Regions from separate parts of the Mus musculus genome. Here region 2 is linked to region 1. The links are chromatin contacts, called in public promoter capture Hi-C maps. All regions are on one chromosome and are shown on one strand. Each heading gives the region's core, a stretch centred on a gene start, on an enhancer-like site or on the middle of the called end of the contact. The rest is flanking DNA. Distances are from core to core; before and after follow the strand shown. Region 1 holds the start of Ranbp9 (RAN binding protein 9). Region 2 holds the start of Nup153 (nucleoporin 153).

What was found. Promoter capture Hi-C pulls out the DNA fragments that hold promoters and counts their contacts.
Region 2: a promoter capture Hi-C map of pre-B cells shows a contact between it and region 1, with 4 times the contacts expected there. The contact joins the promoter of Nup153 here to the promoter of Ranbp9 in region 1.

Annotation. Positions count from the first base shown.
Region 1 is chr13:43,479,692-43,482,391 of GRCm38.p6, forward strand. Ranbp9 (RAN binding protein 9) reads right to left here and starts at 1,282. Exons shown (of 14, transcript NM_019930.2): 1 at 721-1,282. The coding sequence starts at 1,237.
Region 2 is chr13:46,726,400-46,729,099 of GRCm38.p6, forward strand. Nup153 (nucleoporin 153) reads right to left here and starts at 1,450. Exons shown (of 22, transcript NM_175749.2): 1 at 961-1,450. The coding sequence starts at 1,074. The region is part of intron 1 of Gm46412 (a long non-coding RNA gene); the gene reads left to right.

The sequences.
Region 1 (2,700 bases), core at 32-2,531:
TTCTATACAACCAGTTTGCTTAAAGCTTTGTTTTAACCTAGGAAAAAGTGGGGATGGGAGAAAGCAGCAGCCTAAGGTGGTTAACTTTGTTAACTGCAGGTGCAAAATATAAGCCAGTTTTGGTTTTTTTTTTTTTGTTTTTTGTTTTTGAAAATGCTAATCGGTATGTTTTAAAACCCTTGTTTTCAACAAAACTTCATGTAACACCAACCCGGAAACACGGGGCATTTCCAATCCGGAGGGGGGGGGGGTCTGCTCCCCGAAGAAAACAGGGAATCCTGAGGTTCCTCTCCCAGTTGCTTTCAGTAAGGTGCAATGATGGCCAACTTGGGCCCCTTGTCCTTTTGTCCCCCTAGACAATCTCTGGCCTAATTTGGGACAAATCCTCCACTGATCACGCCTCCCTCCCCCTCCTGTGGATCTCTGTTCTCCCTTAATTAGAAACTGTACCTCGGAATCGTGCCTCTCACCCCTGCTGCGTAAGAGGAGATGGCCTGACCCTCCACCTGGAGAACAATGTAACCCAACTCCGGCCCATAGATTTATCTCCAGGAAATCAGAAGGTGCGATGTGTCTGGTCATCCCGGATTCCCTCAAAGCGTCCAGCTCCGGGCCTAGGGATCCCAGCTCCTTCCCACCTGGGACCCCACTCTCACCTTCCCTCGCCCAGAGCCTCGCCCCGCACCGTCCGATCTCTCCGCCGGACCCCGCGCCCCGTACCTTTGTAGTGCACCCGCAGGTTGTTCTGCGAGAGGCCGATGTAGCTGAACTTGTCCTTCGGGCTCCAGGACCGGGGCAGCGGCGTCTCCTGCTCATCCACAGCCGGGTAGAGGCGCTTCAGCCGCCTCTGCAGCTCCTTCTCCTGCTCGTTGAGGGCCGAGTCGCCGTGCGGGAAAGGGGCAGCGGCGCTGCTGCCCGCCGCCAGGCCCGGGACCGGGACGCCTGCGGCCGGGCCGGGGCCCACCGCCAGGCCGGGCGGCGCGGTGGCGGGGGCGGCCGCCGAGGCGGGGGGCGGCGGCGCGGCGGTGGCCGGGGGAGGCGGCGGCGGCGGCGGCGGGTGGAGCAGCAGGGCGGCCGCTGCGGCCCCCAAGCCTCCACCGGGCGAGCCGGCCGGGGAGGAGCCGGCGCTGGCGGCCGCGGCCGCGGGCAGGGCGACTCCGGAGCCCGGGGCCCCGGCGGCGGGCGGCGGCGGCGGCGGCTGCTGTTGCGGCGGCGGTGGCGGCGGCTGCCCGGACATCCCGGCCGCGACTCAGCCTGCGGCACCTCCACTCGTCCCTGCTTCCTCCTGCGCTTCCCGGGGGCGCTGTCGCTGCGGCCGCCGGCACCAGGCGCCCAGAGTCCGCCCGCCCCGGAAGCAGGCGGCGGGCCGCGCGGCCCGGCGGAGCGCGGCGGTTGAGGAGACCGACCGCGGGCGGGCGCGAGGGAGCGTTGGCCAGGCGCTGGCGGGCACGCGACCGGGAGCGATGCGGTGGGACAGCGAGGGGAGCGGGCGGAAGGGCGCGCGGCCCTGGGCGACGCGGTGAAGCGGGGAAGAGAGACTGCGAGGAGGTGCGAGCGGCCGCGGCGGCCGCTGCTCTCGCGGCTGTTTCCCGGCGGGCGAGCGAGCGGGCGGGCGGCGCGAGACGCTGCGCGCGGGCGGCGCCAGGCGAGGAGGCGGGCCGCGGCGCGAGGGGCGGGCCTGGTGCGCGCGCGGACGGCCTTCTCCGCGGCCTGGGGCTCGCCGGCGCGGGCGAGGACGCGGGCGCGGGTTCGGCCGCGGGCCTCCGGTGGCTGCGGGATCCTAGCTGCGCCGACCGGCGGCCTCGTCGCGTCTCGACGGGCCGTCCCCCTCAGCCGCCGGGAGGCCGCAGCGCGCCCAGGCGAGAGCAATCGAGCCCTGCTGCGCCGCCGGGAGCTGAGCCCGGGGTTTCTAACGCCTTACCGCCTAGCTAGCGGGTCAATAAAGGGCCCTTGGAAACCATTTCTGAAGGCGAAGTCTCCCGCTTCATGAGTGACCCTCTCGTTAATTAATTAATTTATGAGGAGTCCGAGTGAACTTAATGGGGGAGAAACAGCCACGTTAGGAATACCAATCAAGACGGGCAGATCGTCAAAGGGCAGGAATGCGAACTGTGTGAGCGTTTAGGAAGGGCTTCTGGAGACAGACGTCAAAACATTTTATAAGCTCATTAATTCTCATCATAGGCCTCTTTGTTAGGTAGCAGAGAATTATGCCCATTTTTTTTTAAACATGGAAATATTTACTGAGGTCAGCAGAGTTTTAAAAAAGGAGACTTCCTACTTTGCAATTCTCAGTAGAGTGCTTGGTCAACCCGTGTGGCACAATTTGCCAAGTGTTGCTCTCTGACCCCCACATAGCATTACTAGTCTGTTTTCGGCACTTCCCTTTGTTTAACCTACCCTTTCCTTAGCCCGGCAAAAATCAGGCTTCACTCCCATAATCTACATGGTACAGATTCCGATGCTGTGTTAGCTTCCGGAGATGATATGCTGGCTCTGATTGGACCGTATAAGCATGGAATGGTTGGTTAATAGAGAACTAGTTATTTTGTTTTTGAAGCGAATGGGTCAATGGTGACTTAATCGAAGACTCCCATGGACATAGCGCCTAGCCAGTTGTAGCAGTCCTTCTGCCTAATTTCCATCTTAAATTACCCACACTAGACACTCCATTGTTCATTAGTAATAAAATGCCCCATA
Region 2 (2,700 bases), core at 200-2,699, 3.2 Mb after region 1:
TAATTCTCACAATTTTTAATAACTGAAAGTGTTCTCTGAACCAACTATCTCGTTTACAACAAGAATCGACATTTTTATAAACACCCAAAGAAGGCATACGGTGGCTTAAGTAACACCCCTGGTGAGCCCGAAATACCTTAAACTTCTAGAAAACGCCCAGTATTAAAAATATTTGGTGTATGAGATCAGAGCTGAAGAACTGGTCAACTGTAGAGAGTGGATGATTCTGGTCTTCAGTATATAGAGCGGGGTGGAGAGAAGAGAGGGAAGAACCACGCATCAGAGACCAGACGTAAGAGCGGCGAGGGACTTTCAAAACGCCTCAGTGCCACATAACTATAACTCAGTTAAGAGAGGAAAGGATGAGAAGCTAAACCAGTGTGTTCCGATCTGGAAAGGCCAAGCAGACAGACGAGGGGACCGGACTACCATTAATGATTTAACGCGTCTAAAACCGAAATTATTCCACGATATGGGTAACAGCGCCCCCTCCCCAAGTCTCTCCGGGCCGCGGTGGCAGATTAATCTCCCCGCGCACCCTGAACCCGGGAACACAAGAAAGAAAAAGCCTGCCAGCGGATGGGCCTGTTGCCACATCTTTCCCTTGTTCCCTTCGTGAGGTCGTGAGGAATACCATTTAACCCCCAAAAACCCGCCAAAAAAAAAAAAAAAAAAGAAGAAGCAGCAGCAGCAGCAGCAGCCCGAATATCCGAAGCCTGAGATTTCTTTTCCCGCCCTGTGCCCGCCAGGGAAAGCCCTTGGGCGGGAGGGCTGGGAGAGGCCGCTCGCATCCCACGTGTCTGCCGCCAGGCCCGGCCAGGCTCTACCCACTTCCCGTCGCCACCCGGGTCCAGCCTCAGGCCCTCTGGTCCCCTCCACGTGGGGCCGCCGGGTCCTCGCACCGCCCCCCAAAGAGACCGCCCGGAGCCGCCCAGTCGCCACGGCGTACCGGTCCCGTACCTGGTGTTGGGGTCGCCCCTGTTGGTAAGGCTTCACCGGCCCCTGGTGGCAACGACGAGTCCGGATCTTGCCGCCGCCGCCGCCCCCTCCTATGCCTCCGGCTTCCGAGGCCATGGCGGAGCCTGGGCGGCCTCCCACTACCGCTCCCGGGCGGGAGAGGCAGAGGCGGCGGCCTGAGGGCCTCCCCCGCCCGGCCCTAGGCGACACACAGACACAGCGAGAACCGCGAGGGAGCGAGCGGGAACTGAGAGTGCGCGCGGCGGCGAGGAAGGCGGTGGCGGCGGCTGAGGGCCCCGAGGTGGCTGAGGAGCGCCGGCCGCGTGCGGACCCCCGCGTCTGTGTTTGTCACCGTCTCTATGGAGATCTCCCGCCGAGGCCGGCGCGAGCAGCTCCGGGCGCCGCTGAGGCCTAGCTCGACCGCCCGCTGCTAGAGGCTCCTCTTCAGTCGCCCTGGCCGTCGCTGCCGCAGTCCAGGCCGCTGGCGCCGCCCGCCAACCCCTCCCCCTGTGCGCGCTGCGCCCGCCCCACCGCCGCCGCCGCCGTCGTCGTCCCTGCAGTCGTCGCCGCCGCCGCCGCTCTTGCGCCTATTACCGCTGTTGAGGCGGCCGCCCCGGTCGCGAGCCAGAACACCGTCACTCCTCCGCGACCGACGCTTTGCGTCATCACGCTGCGACAATGCGGGGGGGGATGGGTGAAGGAAGGAAGGGTTGGCCGAGCCCGCGCTCCCTGTCGTGGGAGCCTCTGGGAAATGTAGTTTTTCTGGCCAGAACGCGGATTCTCGGAAAGGCAGGCTATAGCGGAAGGACACCCACGGAGCACCGCAGAGGCACAAAGCCCGGGTCATTTGGCGGCGGTTGGCTGCTTGTTTAGATTCAGAAGGGCACTCGACACGAATACTGTAATCTCCCATTCATCAATTATAAGCCGAATGGAAGTAAACAGTAAAATCAAAGAACCATAATGCATCACAATCCGGGGGGGGGGGGGGGGAGACCGCGTTGAAATTAACCGTGGCCGCGATCCCCAGGCCAAAAACAAAGTAGGAAAGGCATTTGGCACTTGGGAGGCAGACACAGGGGAATGGCTAGTTACACATTACCCTCAGCTTCATAGTGAGATTCTGTCTCAACGAAAGCAAAAAATACAACTTCATTACTGTTTCATTAAACATATAAGGGCTTTGTTGTCAACACACACCGTGCTGGCATTCTGAGTTGCTTCACTACTTACAAACTTGACCTTGGATGACTCTACTATTTAAATCTACCTTATAAAGTTGTGGGGAGCTAGTGCGGTCGTCTGTGTAGAGAGCACCCAGTAGATTTCCTGGTATACAAGAAACGCAGTAAATGGTTGCAATTATGACCTATGCAATCAACACACATTAAGGGTGACTCATATATCCCTAGTAAACATATATTTGCTTCAGTTAATATTATAGTTAGGTGACTAAACAATGTATCCTCAAAGACCGGATACACCGTGTTAAAGATGCAGGCATTAGACAAAAGGTCTGTGTGATCATGTGGTCCAGCCTAGTCATTCAATGGACTATATGGAAACCAAGAAAATTTAAGGGGCACCATTAAGGGTATCGATTTAGAGCCTGGCTGGTGACAGACATCTTTGATCCCAGCACTCAGGAGTCAGATGTAGATGGATCTCTGTGACTTCAAGGCCAGCCTGGTCTACAAAGCGTTTTCCAAGACAGCTAGGGCTGCATAGAGAACTGACTTGGAA